Regions from separate parts of the Mus musculus genome. Here all the other regions are linked to region 6. The links are chromatin contacts, called in public Hi-C, Micro-C and promoter capture Hi-C maps. All regions are on one chromosome and are shown on one strand. Each heading gives the region's core, a stretch centred on a gene start, on an enhancer-like site or on the middle of the called end of the contact. The rest is flanking DNA. Distances are from core to core; before and after follow the strand shown.

Evidence for each region. Promoter capture Hi-C pulls out the DNA fragments that hold promoters and counts their contacts. Hi-C and Micro-C count contacts between places; a contact is called where the count stands out from the background.
Region 1: a Micro-C map of palatal mesenchyme shows a contact between it and region 6, with 2.3 times the contacts expected there. The contact joins the enhancer-like site here to the promoter of Hsph1 in region 6. A contact is called at or near these places in 6 of 39 promoter capture datasets (3T3-L1-derived adipocytes, the HPC-7 cell line, HPC-7-derived erythroid cells and 3 more), 1 of 484 Hi-C or Micro-C datasets (palatal mesenchyme) and 2 of 115 datasets of contacts at active chromatin or transcription factors (the SCID.adh cell line and astrocytes).
Region 2: a contact with region 6 is called in a Hi-C map of B cells, with 5 read pairs. The contact joins the promoter of Slc46a3 here to the promoter of Hsph1 in region 6. A contact is called at or near these places in 3 of 39 promoter capture datasets (the C10 cell line, hematopoietic stem and progenitor cells and liver), 1 of 484 Hi-C or Micro-C datasets (B cells) and 2 of 115 datasets of contacts at active chromatin or transcription factors (embryonic stem cells and pro-B cells).
Region 3: a contact with region 6 is called in a promoter capture Hi-C map of hippocampal neurons, with 2.9 times the contacts expected there. The contact joins the enhancer-like site here to the promoter of Hsph1 in region 6. A contact is called at or near these places in 4 of 39 promoter capture datasets (the 3T3-L1 cell line, 3T3-L1-derived adipocytes and hippocampal neurons) and 2 of 115 datasets of contacts at active chromatin or transcription factors (the SCID.adh cell line and large pre-B cells).
Region 4: a promoter capture Hi-C map of the HPC-7 cell line shows a contact between it and region 6, with 5 times the contacts expected there. The contact joins the enhancer-like site here to the promoter of Hsph1 in region 6. A contact is called at or near these places in 6 of 39 promoter capture datasets (the 3T3-L1 cell line, the C10 cell line, the HPC-7 cell line and 2 more) and 1 of 115 datasets of contacts at active chromatin or transcription factors (the SCID.adh cell line).
Region 5: a promoter capture Hi-C map of pre-B cells shows a contact between it and region 6, with 6 times the contacts expected there. The contact joins the promoter of 1700028E10Rik here to the promoter of Hsph1 in region 6. A contact is called at or near these places in 3 of 39 promoter capture datasets (the C10 cell line, neutrophils and pre-B cells), 1 of 15 datasets of contacts at CTCF or cohesin (pro-B cells), 4 of 484 Hi-C or Micro-C datasets (B cells, CD4 T cells, CD8 T cells and 1 more), 1 of 115 datasets of contacts at active chromatin or transcription factors (large pre-B cells) and 2 of 9 other capture datasets (adipose tissue and liver).
Region 7: a promoter capture Hi-C map of pre-B cells shows a contact between it and region 6. The contact joins the promoter of Pomp here to the promoter of Hsph1 in region 6. A contact is called at or near these places in 5 of 39 promoter capture datasets (the 3T3-L1 cell line, the C10 cell line, liver and 1 more) and 1 of 9 other capture datasets (liver).

Annotation. Positions count from the first base shown.
Region 1 is chr5:148,331,466-148,334,165 of GRCm38.p6, forward strand. Slc7a1 (solute carrier family 7 (cationic amino acid transporter, y+ system), member 1) reads right to left here. Exons shown (of 13, transcript NM_007513.4): 12 at 2,425-2,533; 13 at 1-1,078. The coding sequence ends at 975. Among named protein-coding and RNA genes, the nearest start is that of Slc7a1, 67 kb to the right of the region's middle. Within about 2 kb of position 1,301, at least 32 of the 459 cell types and tissues checked have an H3K27ac peak or open chromatin away from gene starts, as enhancers often do. A contact at or near this core is called in palatal mesenchyme, where this site is marked.
Region 2 is chr5:147,893,449-147,896,148 of GRCm38.p6, forward strand. Slc46a3 (solute carrier family 46, member 3) reads right to left here and starts at 1,367. Exons shown (of 6, transcript NM_027872.4): 1 at 1,033-1,367; 2 at 385-597. The coding sequence starts at 573.
Region 3 is chr5:148,508,051-148,510,926 of GRCm38.p6, forward strand. Ubl3 (ubiquitin-like 3) reads right to left here. Exons shown (of 5, transcript NM_011908.2): 3 at 1,219-1,305. Among named protein-coding and RNA genes, the nearest start is that of Ubl3, 43 kb to the right of the region's middle. Within about 2 kb of position 1,356, at least 116 of the 459 cell types and tissues checked have an H3K27ac peak or open chromatin away from gene starts, as enhancers often do. A contact at or near this core is called in hippocampal neurons, where this site is marked.
Region 4 is chr5:148,488,177-148,490,876 of GRCm38.p6, forward strand. No RefSeq gene overlaps it. Among named protein-coding and RNA genes, the nearest start is that of Ubl3, 63 kb to the right of the region's middle. Within about 2 kb of position 1,340, at least 183 of the 459 cell types and tissues checked have an H3K27ac peak or open chromatin away from gene starts, as enhancers often do. A contact at or near this core is called in the HPC-7 cell line, where this site is marked.
Region 5 is chr5:151,367,307-151,370,006 of GRCm38.p6, forward strand. It overlaps 1700028E10Rik (RIKEN cDNA 1700028E10 gene), which reads left to right and starts at 1,369. Exons shown (of 4, transcript NR_045700.1): 1 at 1,369-1,550. It also overlaps a transcript of Stard13 not described here.
Region 6 is chr5:149,634,895-149,637,808 of GRCm38.p6, forward strand. Hsph1 (heat shock 105kDa/110kDa protein 1) reads right to left here and starts at 1,421. Exons shown (of 18, transcript NM_013559.2): 1 at 1,076-1,421. The coding sequence starts at 1,182.
Region 7 is chr5:147,859,115-147,861,934 of GRCm38.p6, forward strand. Pomp (proteasome maturation protein) reads left to right here and starts at 1,514. Exons shown (of 6, transcript NM_025624.3): 1 at 1,514-1,577. The coding sequence starts at 1,575.

The sequences.
Region 1 (2,700 bases), core at 51-2,550, 1.3 Mb before region 6:
CTTCCAAGGTAACATTAAGCCCCAAGTTAATCCAGTGGAGTGATTCACAGCAAGCAGCAGGGGGAGGACTCCGCAGTACTCCTTAGATGTAAAAGGCCACACAGATCACGTCAGTGGCCAGAAAGGCGTCACCACCCCACATTGAGTGCCACCTGTCTGAAGAACTTTAGAAGACCCGAGAGAATGAAATAACCCTACGGATACAGCCTTGTGTTCCAGTGACTCAGGACAGTGGGGACAAGGCGCCAAGAGCAGCAAAAGCCAACCCAGGCCTGCTAGGAATGAGACCAGAGAATGTCACCCTAGTCCACGCGGGCTGAGCTGGCCGTCTCATCTCGACACTACTGGTCACTCCAGGGATCTCCCGTCTTCTGTGCTCGAGATGAGCGGCTCACACCTGAACGGCTCACACCGTGCTGTGTTCTGCACAGATGCTTCTGTGCAGACCCGGGACCCCATCCTACCACCCCAGCCAGAAAGCAGTAAGATGTGGGCCTGTTCCTCCTCTTTAGGTATTCTGTAGTTGATGGGCTGTCGGGCAGCACTGTTGGGGCACATGCTTCCTCGCTGGGATAGTCTTGCATCTTGTGGTCAGGAGACTGTCCTGGGCTGACAGGGAGAGGCTCACTAGCCATCTGGAGTGTGCACATGGGCGATGCCAGGGTGGTCCCAGGGAGGGAGGGAGGCCTGCTTCCCAAGTGAGAGGAGAAGGGGGCCTCCCTTCTGCTGGGGCCGCAGCAGCGAAGCGCCCGGCCGGCCGGCAAGGAGAAGGGCTGCTTTCTTTGTTCAGAGGGAGATGAGTAAACCAAGGGACTGTCCAGAAATGACCAGGATCTCACGAGCTGGCAGCAAACCAGCTTTGGTGACATTGGGGGTGTGAGCTGATCCTGAGGCATGAGTGGAGAGATTGTGAGGGTCCCAGGCTTCTACGGGCACCCGTCAACCGCTGTCACCCTGGTGGGTGGGGCTGCACGTCATTTGCACTGGTCCAAGTTGCTGTCAGGAGTCTTTGCCTGGCCAGCAGCCAGGGACGCTTCCTCACTGTGCCAGATCCCATAACCGAAATAGATGGTGAAACCTACGGGGGAAAAGGGGACAGAAGGGTGAAGAGTGCAGGCAGGGCTGCCAGACCCGCAGGGGGGGCCCAGGTAGACTTCGACACCCGGAGAGGCGACACACGGCCCCGGATGGGATTAGCCAAAGTCACTGTCCTGCTTGCACTGTGTATATCCTGGGCGGTGCACAGGGGCTTCCCTGAGCAGCAGGCTGGGTGGAAGGTCACAGAAGACGTTGAGCTGTTTTCCACCACTAGGTGGCATCAGAGTACCAGAGAGACACTGTTCCTTCCCAGGTTGGGACTTCCAGCCTAGACTGGCTTAGTAGCTCTGATTTTTTTTTTTTTTCCTAAGTAACCCATTAGACTGAAGGAGACAGTCAACAAGGGCCGTACACAGTATTGACCCAGCATCCAGGGCTCTCCACATCTGCAGTGATGCTTTAAAGGACTGACCCACAAGGGACTGTGAACACATGGCTCAGGGTCACCTGTGCAACCCACACAGGAATACAGTCCCGAGGGCTCACCGGCCCAAGGCAGGGGGAGTTTAGGAGAAGACCCCATACCTCCACCACCAAGAAATGGGTCACAGTGAGCTGTGGGCACCTCTCTAGACTTTGAAGCCGAATGAAGACAGGTCCCTGGAATGTACAAAGAAATAAGGCAAGGTGCTTCTCACGAGGTTCCAGGGTCTCAGGGCCCAGGGTCTCCTAGGCCATCAGACAGAATGAGAAGGCCTGAAACCAGCTTCTACAGCCCCCAGGCCAGATGCCTGGGGTGGAGATTGGGAACAGAGTGGCACACTCTTGGTAGGGAGAGACACAACATCAGCCCTAGTGAGGGATGGCCAGCATCCAGGCAGACAACTCCGGACTAAACTGTACACAATCCCCAGGTTGCTCAAGCCCCGATTGTCTCGAGAGCTGCCGTTCCATCAAGAGCTTCCCAGCAGCTCCCACACGCTCGTGGTCCTACTGGCAGAGGTACTCGGAAGAGCCCAGAGCCAGGTACTGGGCAAGTAGGTGCAACTTAGCCTTCCTATCCAGAGTAACTGGTGCTTTCTTAATAACTATCTCTCTCACCTCATGCTTTTTTAACTTCAAGATATGCCTGGAGAGAGAACTCTCTTGGGCAGCCGGCTATGAAAGGTATCTAAAGGGGAAGGAGATTCCACAACGTGTCAGGAGTTTTAGAGTAAGCCACTGACAACTCCTGTTTCTCCATGTTGTCTGAGGTGAAAGGAGGCGGGTTCTGCTACATTAACTAGCCAGTCAGGAAGCAGGAGGGGAAAACGCTCGGCCTTACAGAGAGAAGCTGGGTATCGAATGCGGGTTCACCCAGCAAAGCACACACCATCCCATACATACCTATCAGCATCCACACTGCAAACCGGACCCACGTGCCCTGGTCCAGCTGCATCATGAGATAGATGTTCACGAAGATGCTCAAGACAGGAAGTACGGGGACAAAGGGTACCTGCAGAGACATGAGGCGCCATCAGATCTGATGGGAGGTGGCAAACTCAACAGCCCACTCCAAAAAGAATTGCCCAAACATTCCTCATAAAGAGACTAGAAGAGGGATATCCATTTTATCCCCAAGGTTAAACTATGTTGATATTGTTATTATTATTATTATTTGTT
Region 2 (2,700 bases), core at 117-2,616, 1.7 Mb before region 6:
CAATTGCTGCCCCGCCCCCATGGGAGGCAGCTGACTCTGGTCAGTTTTTCTGGACTTTTGTTATTCAAGAGACCAAGGAAGAGTGGGTGAGATTGTAGTGAGATTTCCTAAGGATAAAAGAGTTGGTCCCACAAGGTGGGTGGGGATTGGGGACAGGAGTGGAGGTGCCTTAGAGAGTTAGAAAGAGCCAGATTAAAGGTGTCAAGAGGAACTATTAACCGAAATAGGAACAGAGAGAAGGTGGCTTAATTTCAGTGTGTGTGTGTGTGTGTGTGTGTGTGTGTGTGTGTGTGTGTGGTCACACCTTGGAGAGCCTCTTTGGTTTGGAACCTGTTTCCATTCCCTGTGACTCCAGGATGGGAGGTTTTAATTTTAATTTCTTACCTCCCGGAATGCAAAGATGGAGCTGCTTTTGTTTTGGTCACACTCAGAGCCATTGCTATTGGAAGCAAAGGTGTAGTTACCGGTTTCCTCCCAGATCCTCCGGTACACGTACTGCGCTGTCAGCGGGATGGTCAGAGTCATAGCAAACGCGTTCAGGAGAATGGCGGGCTCTATGAATGAAATCTTCATATTGCTCAAGTGGGCAGATCGAGTCTATTGCAGAGCGGGAAGCGGGAGGAGAGAAACGGGGCGAGTGTGGGGGGGGGGGATAGAAATCATCAGTTGATTTTTTATCCCAGAGGCTAAATTCTCAAAAGTGGGGAAGTTGGAACAATGTGTCATAAACAAACATTAGCAAGCAAAAAGAGTTCCAGATTTCTGAGAGAGTGCCCTTGCCGGGAGAGGGTACCCTAGTTCTCTCCGAGGAGCAGGGACTAAGTCAACCTCCGCCCCCGACTCCGCTTAGCTAATGCTCACAGTGCTGAGCAGAACAGCACCGGCCGGTTCCCATAAGGTAAACAATGAAGTTACCCGGGGACCCGGAGGTTATGTAATTACTATTATTTTGGCTGCAGGTTAAGGGCCTTGTAAAAAGCAGCTCCCGATCGGAAGGGGAGTTTAGTTTCTGTTTTCGTTTTTAAAACTCACCCCACGGTTACAGTTTTCCTGCTAGGCTAGGCACAGGTGGGACCGTAGTCGGGACTGTGTTCTCCGTTACCCAGTGCGGGGCGTAGCGCCCCCGGGTTTTCAGCACGGTTCGCCAGCTGGGAAGAGCCAAAGGAAGGGGCAGCGAGGTGGAGCTAGACCGCAACAGGGGGACGTCCCTTGGGACGGGACACTCGAGCCCTGTTAGAAGGCAAAGAGAAATAAGCGCACCTCCCGGACTCTGTTGGCCCTGGACTCAGTCCCCGCCGCTCCCCGCGCCGCCGCACTCTTGGTCTTTGGGCCCTAGTGGTGACTCGGCCGCCGAGCATCATCACTCTGCCAAGAGCTGGCAATCTTCGGCCGGAGCTGTCACCCGCTTCCCTAGCTCGCTTGTGATTGGGTATGGCGGCCGGCGCCCCCGTAGCGATTGGTCTAGCGCAGTGTCATTCTCTTGCACCCGCCCCCGAAGGTTCAGCGGCTGAATCTCCCCGAGTTGCTGGGCAAGTTGGGTGATCCCGGCAGCTCTGCGAAGGTTCTGCTAAGCGTATCTGGATAGGATTATTGGTTTTCGCTGAAGCGCCGTGGAGTCATAGGTATCTGGATCGAGAGTTCGAGACTAGCCCAACGATATAACAAGACTCCTGTCCAAAGCAGATAATGATAATAATAATAATGATAATAATGATGATAATAATAAGTGGTTGGAAACGTCATACGCTAGGGTTGCAGTTCACTGCAGCATTCCGGTGGACCCAGCAAGCGTCTGCACAAGCAATGTGAGAGAGAAGACACTGAAAGTTCATGAGAGGAGAAGAGTTCCGAGTAGGGGAGTTGTTGGCCTTGGGAAAATTTAAACGAAATATTCACTACATTTTACGTAGTCATTTATTTTATGTGTATGCCCACGCCGAGCAGAGGTCAGAAAATGGTGCTAGAATTTGTGTTACAGGCAGTTGTGAGCTGCCCTGAGAGCGTAGAAACGGAACCCAGAGCAGTAAGTGTTCTTCATTAGTGAGCTTCTCTCCAGCCACCCCTGCTGAGTTGCGGGGGAGGGGATTGTTAAATCTCTCTGAAAGTCGGCTCTTTCTCTGTTGAGAAGATGTAAGTAAGTCTCACAAAGCCATGGCAACACCCTAGACAGTAGGACCGCCGCTAATGGCCGCCAACGCGCACAGCTGGAGCACACCTGCAGCTGATAGGGGGTTACTTCCTGAGGAAGAGAAGCAAGCTGAGAGTTCTGTGATTTGGGGACCCGTCCAAAAAAGGAAGACCTTAGGCTGGAGTGGTTGCGTCAGGAAGTGGGGGACAATCCTGCAAATGCGCCTCTTACTCTTATCTAGAGATCAAGGTCAGATGTGGGCCAGAGCCTTATTGATAAAGGAGTAACACTCCAGACTATGGGCTATTTTTGCCCAGATGAGAGTACTGGTGCAATGCTCCTAACCACTGAACCACCCTCTCTCGAGGCAGATCTGGAACAGCTTCAGAGTGGGAAGGGCGGCTAAAGGAGCTGACTAGCAGAAAAGGATATTCTGTACTGGAGAGAAGGCGATCTGATGACTCTAGATAGCCACAGAGAGAATTGAGGAAGTAACTCTCAACATCGCACTCTTGACAGTTTCACAGCACTGTACAATCTTCATATGCCTAAAATAACAAACATTGCTGCTA
Region 3 (2,876 bases), core at 106-2,605, 1.1 Mb before region 6:
CAAAAAGGAAACCTGCAGTCCAGAAGGCAGACAGCGGAATGTTAGCAGGGTAGCCTAACCTAGCATCCAGCAGCACTGGCCAAGCAAGGGCCACTGGCCCCCACACTACCTGTCTGAGTCATGAGAGCTGGAAGTCCTTTAATTTACTTCCAAAAGAGACTGGCAGCTACACAATTGTCTAGAGATGAGTCATTTTACTGATTATTCTAAAATTTTAATGAGAATGAAGCATCTTGATCTTAACAAAGATTCTGTGACCTTTAACCTGACACTGAAACCGAGGGGCTGGTGGGAATTGCTCAACAGACCGGTGTTCCAAGGGGCAGCAGACTCACTCTCAGAGTCAAGAGAGGAAACCCAGCCAACACTTATTAGCTTGGTTTCTTCTTTTCTTTATTAATTTTAATTCAAGATCTTGTTTGAACCATTAAAAAAAATGGCCCCATGATTAATATATGCACAAACCAGCCAGGGGCTAACAGTCAACTCTCCTCACAGTGACAGAGGGTTGGTCTAATTAGGCAAAACTACAAACAAATTCTACCTTTAAGTGGCAATTATTTCTTGTATTTCTACAAACTACAGCAGTTTTCAGAGCAAACATAACACTGAAACAAACCAGCTCCATGTGAGCCCAGGCTCTGCAGCAGCCCACTAGGACCACACTGCTGGTCACTGAGGTCACCAGCTCTAACCCACAAGTCTTTCCATAGTGGACTCTGTTGTCCCATGCAAGCCCAGAGCAACCTGAAGGAGGATCTGGTCACATTCAATCCGCCTACTCAAGTTTATTGGTGCTGACACATGAACTGCTCAGTGACTACACAGTAACCGACCTACCTACCCAGGGAAGAACAGACTGCAGACCTCACCATTAGACGACCAGACTGAAGCACGATGGCGTGTCCACAGCAGTATTTACTTGGTCCCCACACAATGAGCACTTACTGAGTCCACTGAAAAAGCCCTCTTTTTACAAATGAAAACCTGCAGTCATAAACGTGCCAAGTCTGTGGGATGGATTTTGATGTAAAAGTAGCACACCCACCATACCACCCAGCAGCGCAGGGAACCCATCTGTAACCTGGCAGGCGGAGCCGTCTCCAGGGAGAAGCACACCCAGAGCTGGGGACCTCAGGGTCTCAAGTCACCTTTTTTTAGAAACCACTGTCATTTAAAATAAACAGAGGAATAATGCTGGCAAAGGACATTAATTACCTCCTAGGGTGACGTTTCCATGTAGAAATCTGCCTTGATAAATGAGTCGAAGAATGTTTGGGCTGCTGACCTGCTCTTCTTCCCAGTCTGAAAAAAGGAGAACTGGTTAGGCTCGGGCCCACACAACAGCACTTCTGTACACTCTGTAGAGGCTACCAGGAAGGGTGTGGCCCAGAGTCCCCACCCAAGCACTGCAGCCCTGGCTCCTTCCACCTTCCTCAAGTAGCAACAAAGAGCTGCAGAAGACTGTTTGTCCCTCAAGAGATCAGAGAGTGCCAAGCTGCAGGCTGAAGTTAAGGAAAACACCGAGCCAGAAGTCTAGCCTTGGTAAAGGGAATCTACCATTTGAAAATCAATTTCCATTATCAGTAATTAATGGACACTATAATGTTCCAGTGCTTGTACTGTTCAAATGTGTGCTCAAGGGTAGCAACAAGTTCCTCAAAGACTTCCTTAGGTGCCTGGGCTACATTGCTGTGCTGTTTTTCAGAGGCCAACTGGCAAACATTTCATGGCATTTGAGGCACACGGCTACCAGCTGGAGTATGGGCAGCACAGCAGCTCCTGCAGAAGCCCCGTCTGAGAACAGAGACTGCTGTTTGGACAGAGGGCGCTTTCCTTGGTAGCTCCCATCAGCTTCTTGCTGCAACAACGGAAGCTCTGGGTTCAGTGTGATCTGAAGACTTCCTGCTCACCATTCTAGTAGCTCCTACTCTCAGTAGGAGACGACAGACAAAGTAGTCCAGAAGACTGAGTGATGGAAGAGAAGAGAAGAAAGCCTGTCCTTGGTTGGTTCTGTTTCGTTGAGTGTTCAAAACAATGTATGTGCATGCACCTGATTTATCCGGTCTCAGGAACTCAAGTGAGAGAGGAACTCCCCAGGCCTGTCCCTTCCCGGGGAGTCTTACTGTACTCTTTCCTAGATAAAGATCAGGGGAGCTACTCTGCTTCAGCAAAAATTACTTTGCATGCACTGCCCTTAAAACCATCATTTATATAATTTATAGAATATGTCTGGCCAAACATTCCTTTGCTATAAACACAAGTGACAGTAACTTTAATCCATATAGAAGAGAGGTTAGGACTCTAAGGGGGATTTAAGGCCTGATAAAGCATAGTGAAGCCATGCCTTTCCATTATCTTTCACGGCCTCATGAGATGTGCCCTTCTCCTCTCTAGGCCCCAGAGGGACATGTACAGAACACGGCTTAGGAGGACTCTGGTGTCACTGATGTGATTAGCAGACCAGACAGCCAAGGAGTCCACCTGCCAGCCTGCTCCTTCCTCAGGGCAGGGCACCCAAAGACTTTTCTTCTACTGCTCCAGAATTTACTATTTTTTTCTTACAAGATCCAACAAATACATTTACTGGCTTTTAGTGCAAGATATTATAGTGGTTTAGACCTAGAATATTAATTTAAGTACTTTGTATAAAAGGAGCCCTTTTATGCACTCTAGTATATGCTGAGTAGATCTGGCAAACTCAGGAAAGAGGGACTTAAAGAAGGACTTTTCAAAGCGAGTAACATCTAGCTGATGTGATCAATTTCCAGAACAGGCGGGAGCCTCTTCACCTGCAGTATGTACCATTGGTGCCTCTCCCGTTATCATTACCTGGATTGTTTTAAGGAACTAAAGTAACTTTAAAAGTTCAAATT
Region 4 (2,700 bases), core at 90-2,589, 1.1 Mb before region 6:
AAGCCTGGCTCCTTGGAGAATGTCTTAATTAGGGCCTATTGCTGCAACCAAAAGCAACTTGAGGAGAAAAGGGTTTATTTTGCCTAAACTTCCAGTTAACAGTCCATTACTGAGGAAAATCAGAGCAGTAAAGGGACCTGGAGGCAGGAGCTGATGCAGAGGCCATGGGTGGGGGTGGGGTGCTGCTTACTGACTTGCTCCTCATGGCTTGCTCAGCCTGCTTTCTTATAGAACCGAGGACCACCAGCCCAAGGAATGGTACCCCACCAAACCACTAATTAAGAAAATGCATTACAGGTTTATCTGCTTACGGTGGGCTCTTCTGGAGGCATTTTCTCAGTTGAGGCTCCCTCCTCCCTGATGTCTGTAGCTTGAGTCAAGTTGACATACAACTAGGGATTCTCCGGTCTCTGCCTCCCAAGTGCTGGCATTACTGGCATGTGTGGCTACAGTCAGCTTCTACATGGGTGTTAAAGACTGAACTCAGGTCCTCGTGCTTGCATGGCAGGTAATGGATCAATTGTTCTATCTCCCCAGCCATTATATGTATGTATATATGTAAATTACATATACATAGATCCAATACGTATATATCTGCCGTTCCCTCCCACTTTCCTGTAAATGTCATGATTTTATTCCTCTTTACAGATGAATAACCCCCAGTTGTTGTTTTTTGTTGTTGTTGTTGTTTGTTTGTTTGTTTGTTTGTTTGATCCATTCTCCAGATGATGGGCATTAGGCTGGTTCCATCTCTTAGCAATTGTGACTGCGGCAGCAGGGGTCTCTGTAGTGTGTTGGCATGGGGTACTTTGGATAAATGCCTAGGAGTGTTAGAGCTGGGTCATATAATAGTTCTATTTTTAGCCCTTTTGAAAAACTCCCATACTAATTTCCTTGGAGATAGCATCAGCGGTCCACATTCTCCCCAACAGTGTGTAAGACTTCCCCTTTCTCTCTGACCACATAATTTTACACCCCAGGCACCTGAGTTTTAACTGAGTCTTAATCAAGTCTCCCTTAGACACAACGTAAAGGTTGTGATTATTTATGCAGCCTTGAAGTGCCATTTCCCTGAGAGTCACTCCTTGTGTTCCTGTAAAACCTCGCTCGCATGTCTGCTTTCCTGCTCACTGTACACACAGACGCAGGTTCCCCCAGCTGGAGTAGCAAATGGACTGCTCACCTCCTGCTGTCTCTCAGCATCTAGCAAACGCCTGTAGGTGTGTTGGCTGGAGTGAAAAATGCCCCCCCCCCCCAAAGGCTCAGTTCCCTGGTTGGTGGAGATTTGAAGGGTGGGGAAGGGTGAATGGAACCTTCGGGAGGTGTGGCCTTGCTGGAGGAAGTGCGTCACTATAAGGGGGTGCGCTTTGCAATTTCATAGCCCCGCCCGCCTCCAGTTCTCTCTCTGCTTCTTGAGTTTGCTTGCGGTGGAGGTGTGATCTCTTGACTCCTTGCTCCTTCATGCTTCTACCATAATGGACTTTTAGTCCTCTGGAACTTAAGCCAAAAGAGATGCTCTCATCTCTAAGTTACTTGTGGTCAGGGTATTTTATTACGGTAACAGAAACTGATACCGTGGGTGTTAAGGACTGAAGTGTGTCCTATGCTCTTAGGCTGATATGTTGACATCTTAACCCCCAGTACCTCCAACGGGCCCTCACTTGAAAAGAGGGTCACTGAAGGTGTAATTAGTCACTATGACTTCACAGTAAATCCCAACCCAGTATGACTGGTGTCATAAAAAGAGATTTGGACACAGGCAGGGAGACGCAGTTTGACCGTGAAGGGAGAGCAGCAAGCGCCATGTGTCTGTGAGAGTCTGCCAGCTAGCCTCAGGGCTTGGAGGAAAGCCCAGTGCAGAGCCTCTTTAGCGGCTCTCAGAAGAAACGAGCACTGCAGACTTCTTGCCTCCAGTGTCCAAAGGCAACAATCTCTGTATTGAAGGTGCCCACGTGGAAGCTCTTTATATGGGGCCCTAGCAAAGCCACGGCTGTGTGACAGAGAACCAGCACAAACTCAGCTGCGACAGCAGGGGTGGTGGCCCGTGGTTTCCTTTCCAGGGAGTAGCTCCTGAATTTGACAGCGTTCTTCTCGTACTGTGCAGAATGCCCTAATCTACTCGAGATGCTCATGTATATAAGACGAGGTGCAGTCAAGGTCGCCATTTGCTTAAACGAATGCATCCCAGTAATAAGTAGGAAGCCGGCAAGCTCAGGGACACAGCTAAATACAAGGGGTCAAGCCCCGCATGGTAAAGTAAATTAACTAAATGAAAAATAACTTCTCTTTAAACTTTATTTGTATAAGCATTTGCCCGTGTTTATGTTGTGTTACAGGTATGTGCACCCTCAGAGGTGAGAGGGGGGCATCATTTGTTCTTCTTTCCCCCTCCCTCCCCCCTCCCTCCCCGCCTTCCTTTGTACTTCTGTCATTGGCTGATGCCCAGCCAATGTCAGGGACCATGCCATTGAGTCTGTGGGACTGTGAACATGGTAAATCTTTTTTCTTTAGAAAGCTGACCTTGCCTAGGCTACTAGAAAAAAAAAAAAAAAAAAAAAAGATGTGATATACCATGAAAAATAAGTTCCTGAGAAATTTGCTACAGAAAAAAAAAGCTTGTAAAATTATAGGATCAACATAATCATGCCCAATTTTCTTACATTTGGGACAAATCTCTCAGCTTTAGAGTGGGGGCCAAGA
Region 5 (2,700 bases), core at 119-2,618, 1.7 Mb after region 6:
AGATTTCATTCTTTTTAAAAATCTCTCATGGGATTTTAGTTCTGACACAAAGCTGACTAAGGAATGGCAGTTGGAGTACATAGGAGACTAAAACTAGACTAAGATAAGGTAGTTAAACTCTGGACCTGCAACATTCCAATTTTGCTACAGCACTAAAATTCTAATCAGTCTCTGCCACACCCGGCCCCCCACCCCCAGGAGTTTTCATTCACAACAGGTTCAAGCAAGGGGGAAAAAAAAAAAAACAGTACAAACTAGGGGTTAGAGATTACAAAGTTCCATTCCTAACCAAAAGGCATGTACAACTGATAACTGATAATACTGGGAAAGGTAAAATCAATTTTCCCCTATGGAGTATCAACCACACTTCTGGGAAGGCCCCATGCCCAGAAGTAACTGGCCAACACAAAATTGTGTGTTTGTGAGTGTGTGTGCGAGCGTGCATGTTTTGTTACTTTTTTATGTTTGACTTTATTTAAATCTTTGACAGCAAGGACCTCTGAAATTCCTAAAAGCATCTACCAAAAGCTGAAGACATTCCTGGGAAACTCGGGAGCTTTGGGAAACTGTCTTTCAGCCGAAAGTGTTATGTATATTTAAAGGTGGACACTAATACTTTCTGCAATACAAGTTCATAGTCCTCACGATACAACTAAAATAAAAACAAAGCCCATGTACCAGGGTAAAGTACTGTCCAGCTACTTAAAAATGGGTTTGGATCAGACACAGCCAACGTGGGAAAGGGGCGGAGTTTTCCCCTGGCAGCGTTCAAACCCTCAACAAACGGTTCTGTGCAAAGCCACACCGCAGAATGCAGAGTGCCAATATCCTGACAAAAATAAAGGGTAAAGCTCAAATTAAGCGCTTTAAAAGTCCGTAATATAAGCCTTTCCAAATCCTTAGATGCCATTAGCTGTCACGGGTAGCCTCGAGTGGGTAACGATGCAAGGACTGACACTGGCTGGGAATCAATGGCGAGAAAGCAGCTCGAGACTACCTTGTACATCGCTAACGTTCCAGAGATTTCCAGAAACTGAATTTACAGCCAGAAACCAACTCCTGTGAGAGGGAAGCAACAAAACAGACAAAAACCTGCTAAGACACCAGTTTAATGTCCGCCCGGCGAGGCCTGCAAGCGATCAAAGATGGAGAAATCAGCACATGCCTCCCGCAACAACGCCCTCCTAGTACGCAAGCGCTCGCGCGCCCGCGCGGAGGCCCCGCCCCTCGCGTGCACGCCCAGACCAGGCGCGCGCAGCGGAAGTTACCGCCTCCAAGGCCCCTCCTGGCTCTTCCGCCACGAGGCCCCGCGTTCGCAGTCCGGTTCCGGTTGTAGCTCCGCCCCCGCGCGGGAACACGCTAGAAGGCTGGATATCCGGGCCAGGAGGCTCGCGGAGCCCTCACTTCCGGTGGTGTCTCAGCCCAGCTCCCTTGAGGCGCAGGTTCTGGCTCTCGGTGCGGTAGCGCCATCTGGCGCCGAGTGTTCCCCGGACTGCGGAGGGGCGCGCTTCCTCCCTTCAGAACATTCCAGAGACACCGCGGCGGCCGGGGTAGGCTTTATGCGCTCCGCCAGAAGGGCGGGACCCAAGACTCCTCCTCCACCGAGTTCCCGCGCGGGAAGGGTTTTGCGGTTACCCTGAGCGGAAATGGTTGGAGTCTGGAGCGGGAACGGACCTCACGCGGGAGGAAACCGGCCTTTTCCCGTCTTTTCAAGTCCTGGCGACACAGTTCCTGCCCCACTGGCTCTCCTTTTTTGTTTCCTCCTTTCTGGGCACTGTGCTTCGGTTCTTCACTCGGCGTGGACCGAGGTCCTCCATGTCCCGCTTTGCAGAGAGGAGGCTTTACTTTGTAGCCTTTCGTTAGCCTGTGTTGGAGAAAAGCTTTTGCTCCATTACGTCTGTTAAGCTGGGGTGTTGCGAAAACGAGCAGTATCGGGGATTAAACATTAGAAGAATGATAATAGGTTTTTAAAACAAGACAGTCTCACCAGGTTCATCTCAGAACTGTGAAATTAACGCTGTGGCTGTTATGCCGTATTTCCTTTAGATAAGGGAAAACGAGTTTCCACCAGAGCTAGAAAGTGAACATAACTTTCCTCTTAAAAGAATTCATGTTTAAAAAAGTCCAGATGTAATACACTTGGAGCACTGTTAGCTATTGTGAGTTATTGTGTATCAAGATGCACAGTGCGAGCCAGTGAGATGTCCCTTAGAAGTCAGAGATCTGCGGTCACTTGTCTCTGGACCTTTCTCCCCCACTACAGCAGTATTTTCCCTACCTGTGCATGCATTTGAGTTCAGAAGGCTTTTAAGAGGCCAGTTCACTAGAGTTTAGAACTGGGAGAGGTGATATGGAAGGAGAGCTAGGTGACTAAGGCCCACAGTTGGAATAGTTTAAAGAGTTCAGGAGAGCTCTTCGCTGTTATTGCTGTTTTGACACATTAACCCGACAGATTAGTAGCCTTTCTAGCAGGTGCCAAGGGAGCAAACTAAGCGCTAAAACCATAAAGTTTGTACAGTCACACATTCGGGAAGCAAGTTCATATAATATACTCTGTTGTAGAGGGTGCTGTAACACCAGGTATACAAAATTTCTCAATTATGTCATCTCTGTTCTTCAGAGTTTCTTGAAAATAGTAACTCAAAAAATCACTTCAACAGACATTTAAATTTTTACACCCAGGAAGGTAACATTTTAAAA
Region 6 (2,914 bases), core at 171-2,670:
AAACCACCTCAGTCAAAAATTCTGGTCAGCAACACAGCTACCCAAGCAGCTCTCCCTGTTCTCCTCTACACACCTTTTGTCTCTTTTTAGGCAGAGAGAGGAAGAAGCGCTTAGCATACAGGATGGGGGCAAGAAGGACTGGCAGCCTTCCTACTAATTGCCGAATCACAGAGCACCATGGCTTTGTGAGAGAGGGAGCCCATGCTTAGAAAGTAAGTTCCTAGCAAGGCTTTCTTCCTCCTATTCACTCATAAATGTTCCTCTAATAAGGTCGGAATGATTTTACCTTTGGGTTCGATGTTTAACATTTATTATCTTGGACTTTGCACATGGGGGGAAAAAGCCCTATAATGATTGCCTTAAAAAGCATACAGCTGTTGTCGGTGAAGGCACACGCAGGTCTAACTGCCTCTAATATGTAACCTTCAGAAACTAACCCCCTCAAAAAGTTGCTTTTTACCATGCTTCCGTTTACCCACCCACGTTGCTGCAGAATATTTAATTCCGAAGCAAAAAAATCCATCTTCCCCACTGAATTTTTTGCACAGCAGTGTGTTAAGCAACAACAATGTTAAATTTGTACTGCTTACTCTAAATGGTGTTAAAATAAACGAACTCTGGGTCTGGAAACTCTCACGGACGTTTTTCACAATGAGCTTTAAAAAGGACGCTTCCAAAAGGCGATTGGGGCACTAGGGCAATATTAACAAATCAGGAGTAGATGAGACGCAGAGACGGAGGATTCCTCCACCATAGCGTGTTTCTGTGGTCGCTAACAACAGTCCGCTCGCTCCCTAGGCAAGCAGCGGCGCACAGGCTCTGGAACCTTCTAGGTCATTTGGAGATTCACCATGCGGAGGAAAAGGCTCTGTTGCCCAGGCTCTGCCGAGATCCTAGCTGAGGTGGGAGCCGGTGCCAGCTTGAAGAAGCTGAGTGGGGAGTCGGGGGCGAGCCTGGAAGGCCAGCGGGACCAGGTGGTCGCGGGGTGTCACGGTTCCCGGAATCCCCGGACCCACCATCTCCCTCGGGAAGCAGCGAGCTCCAGCCCTCCCCGGCCACCCAGGCTCCTACTTACGGGGTGCAGCGGTCGCTGAACTCGTTGGCGATGGTCTCGATGCCCCCGGCCCGCGCCACCGCAATGTAGCAGCTCTGTGAGCCTACGTCTAGCCCAACCACCGACATGGCTGGCCCGGTCCGCCTCCGCCTCGGGTCCGCTGCGTGCTCGTCCTGCTCCCGACCAGTCGGGAAGATGCCTCCGGCTTACCCTGCAAGACTGCGCTCAGTCTCTGCCACCGCTCTCCGCCGCCCGCCTCTCTCACGCAGCCGCCGCCGCTCAGCTACCAATCCAAAAGGGGAGGTCCCAATCGCTCAGCCTTATGTAGCCTACTGAGGAGAACTTTCCAGAATCTGCAGCATTTTACTCACCGGCGCCTCCACGTGCCACTTCCGCTTCCTTCTTCTCGAGCCTTCGAGAAAGATTCTACCCAATGGACTGCTGGTCCCTCCGCGGGCGGCCTGAGTTGCCATGGTGACAGGGCAGCTGCTCGGGCGCCATTGGCTAAAACTGACCGAGCTTGCCCGGCCTCCATCCCGCCCTCCCCAGCCTGAGGGGCAGTTTTCGTTCCAGTTGACTCCAGTGAATAACCGGTCGGGAACTTCTGTCGCTTAAGTGGTGACTCCGGTGGCAGTGTCCGGCTCCCGACGCCGAAAAACTATTGAAAGGACGGAGAAAGAACACACTACTCCGGGACCCCAGGCCTCTCCGGTCACGAACTTGCTGTTGGCAGAGAGCATGTCGGGAAGCGTAGTCTGGCCGGGAGACCCTAGCGCCTTGCATGCTGGGAAACGCAGTCCAGTGGTGAGGCCTCGGTGCTTTGCATGCTAGGATATGTAGTCCAGCCCGTGGTGCGTGCCACGATCCTGCTTTGTCTTAAGGGCTCAGTAAAAAGAGGCCCAGCTGGCTGCTGCCGATTCGCGCTCTTTCTCTGGTGTATGCTTTGTTCTGTGTTCCGTTCTTGCTTGTTTTTTCAACAGCTAATGGATTGCGATTTAGGGGCGTCAGGATAAGCCGCAAACGCGGTTTATATTTTGTAGACATTTGTCCGCTGGCAAGATTGTTGCAGAATAAAACACAGAAGGGTTTTCTTCTTCTTCTTCTTCTTCTTCTTCTTCTTCTTCTTCTTCTTCTTCTTCTTCTTCTTCTTCTTCTTCTTCTTCTTCTTCTTCTTAAATGAAAACTTTTGATTGCTATGCAATTTGGGAAGCTGCTGGTGTTTTGCCGACAGGGTTTTGCATATTTTGGATACTAGTTTAAGCCGACTTTGTTTAACCCTGCCACTCCTAACCATAAGGTTATGATTTAATGTAATGGCTAATAATATGGTTTAATAAATGGGTGTATGGTTTATTCCTTGTTTAATCTAACCTTTCATTTTCTTTCCTTGGAAAGTAAGCTTAGGTTCCATGAAGAGAAAGCAGAGGTGGATGCTGCTGGCTCCTGCTTTCAATTCTTATGTACCGTTAAAAAAAACGTCAAAGTTTGCCTGAAAACCCCGTGTGTACCCTCTAGAATATGGAAATATGCACAATTAAAACGTGCGCTGCTAAATAAGTGTGTAATTGAATGAAGAGTTGGGGCCCAGGGTTAAAAACTAACTCCTGAAGTATGCCTCTTCCCGTAGGACAAGTGGGGTTGCTTAAATGGGAGCTTTCTATACAAATTGCAGAGTAAGTTTTATTCGTGGTGATTGATCGGCTTGCCACTTAAGTTATTTCACCTGCTAGCATAACTATTTAAAATGGGAGAAGAACCAACGCTATCCCAGAGCAGCTGCGTTTTTAAATTTGAAATATGTTTGTTGGCATTCTTTTCATTTTGTGTCTCTGAAACCTCCACCACCCCGGCTTTTTTTTA
Region 7 (2,820 bases), core at 264-2,763, 1.8 Mb before region 6:
GTACATGAGTACAGTTCAAGGCCAGAAGAGGGCATTGGATCGTCTTAAGCTGAGTTACAGATGGCTTTGAGCCTCCTGATGAGAGTGATGTGAAAGGAACCCGGGTTCTCTGAGAGGAGACAGTCTGGGCATATCAGTGAAGTCATTTACATCATTTTAAAAATGATGTACCCTGAATGTGGGAGGCGCCATCCCATAGGCTGGGGTCCTAGGCTGAGTAACAAGACAAAAACAAGAGGACGACATTCATTTCTCTCTGCTTCTGACTGCAGAACCCAAGTGACCAGCCGCCTCATCCTCCGGCCAGCACAGCTAAGACCTGTTTTGTCTTCTTCTCCTTCGTGCTATGCCATACTCTCATAATGTGAGCAACAGGGCTGGAGAGATGGCTCCGCGGTTAAGAGCATCTGTTGCGTCCCTTTCCCAGCACCCAGAGGGTGGTTCCCAACCATCTACCTATAACTCCAGTCCTATAAGACCCTAAGACTCTTTCGTGTTGGCAAACACCGCTAATGTTGCAAAAGAGTGTGAGGGCACCAGGCACACACCTGATGCACACGCAGACAGTCAAACAAAACGTTTTAGAGGAATCCTTTAAAAATTAATTTTAAAAAGCTTAATGAAAAGCCGGGCGTGGTGGTGCACGCCTTTAATCCCAGCACTTGGGAGGCAGAGGCAGGCGGATTTCTGAGTTCGAGGCCAGCCTAGTCTACAGAGTGAGTTCCAGGACAGCCAGGGCTACACAGAGAAACCCTGTCTCGAATAACAAAAAAAAAAAAAAAAGCTTAATGAAAAGACTTAGGGAGATGACTCATGTACAACATGTAGAACCACGTTATTTGTAATTCTAAGAGCCTGACATACGTTAGCTCTGATGACCCTGACTTAAAATTGTCACCACCACCACCCCCATGTCACCGAAAAGGACTTAGTCCCAGGGAACCTCCCAAGTCTTTGCTGTCTTCCAGTCTGGCCACACTGACCATATCGCCGCCTTCTGCCTCCCGCTTTTAAGTTGCTTATTATGAACGAACCGGTGGCCAGACCTGACTTGGGACTCAGGTTGTGATTGCCCCCCAAGTTCGGAAATATCCACACCCCACAACCCTGGAGCCCGCCTCTGCCTGAGGCTCGGTGCCTAAGCTAGCTTGGTCCTTTCCTTAGGTTCTACACATACCCAGCCTCGGACCTTCGATTTATAAAACCGTAAAGGCCTGTTGTCCCACTTTTGACTCAGCAGAAGGACTTTATGTAAATCACCACCGTGCGTCCTTGGATGGCCCGTGGGAAGTCTGTGCATTTGCACACGCCCATCTAACACCGTCCCGCGAGGCCAGGGCCAGTGCACACCCGAGCTGCGCCCTTGGCCCTCGCTCACCGGGGGACAGCGAGCGTGGGAGCCCCGGCCCAACGCTACTCCCTGCTCCTCCCACGCCCCCTTTCCTTCCTGGCCGGAAGGACGCACTTCCGGCGGATGGGGCGGAGGGGTGGGCGTCTCGGCCCCGGAAACGGAAGTGAGCGGTTTGGCCGGCGGACTCGAGCAGGTTTATAGATCTCACAGAGCTGTTTCAAAGATGGTGAGTGAGCGCGGAGGGCCGCCGTCGCGGCGGGTACTCGTGGTGCGGGCACGATCGCGACTGCCCGGTCCCGGCGGGTGTCTGACGTGGGCGGGACCCGGGCTGCACTCTCTCGGGTGGTCCTGGCTCCGATCGGACGGCGCGGGTCAGTTCCCCGGGCCTCCCAGGCCACAGCGCCCCTTCCCAGCAGTGGAGGCGGATGCACTCCATGCACTGGGCACCTCCGAAAGCCAAGCCTTGTGTGCGTGTTGGGACACGCCACGTGCCTTCTCCCTTAGGGTGACTGCACCCCTACACCCGCCAAGGCGCACGACCGCCCGTTGCATTCGTACAGCTCAGCCTCGGTTTACAAACATCTCTCTGTGTGCCATGTGTCGCTCCCGTTTTGTTCGTATAGTTAGTGCTTGAACTCCCTCGCATCCCCCTCTGGCCTCTCCTCCCCTTCTGGCCTCTCCTCCTGCCCCACTTTCTGTTTCTCTTTGAGCATAGTCCTGAGTCACTATGGCACTCCTCCGCACGCCATCTGCCCACGTCCAGAAAGCTTGGATTGGCAGAGACCGCTAACCAGTGTAAAGGAATGTGAGAAACGCTGAAATATGAATGGTTTTTAGGTCTTCATAGACTTAACTTGTATCTGACACTGAACTAGAACCTTAAGGAGTCCTCATATTTTACAAAAGGACACCGGGACGATAGTAACAGCAATACTAGAGTTCAGAATTTCCCCTTTGTGTGTAGCGAAACTTCTCCTTTGGTGCTTTTCAGTACATCTGTCCCCAGGAGAACACTGTACTGTAGTGGTGTCAGTCAGCATTGGGACAGCTATAATCATAGACAGGGCCAGTCCTGGAAGTCTGTGCTTGACTGGCAGTCACGGAGTAGGTGACTGTCCAGGATAGATTACCTGTTGTCTTCCTGATCCCCGTGGTTTCCTGTGTGAAGAGTGGGGACACCAACAGTACCAGGCCCTTGAATTATAGAGTTGGAGCCCCGAACTCTATTTCTCAGATGTTAATGAGGTCTAGAAGGAGATTGTTAGCGATTTTGTTGGTGAGGTGGTGTGTTTTGGGGAAACCTTGTGCAGAATTGGGGAGACTGGTGAGGCTCAAGCAAGACCCAGTTGGGGCTGCTGACATTCCCCCCCATGCGAGCTGCCAGGTCAAATACACAGGTGAAGTAAGTCTATCAACTAGCTGCTTTCTCAGAATTGTTTGGTCTAGACTAGTAACAGAGACCAGGTCAC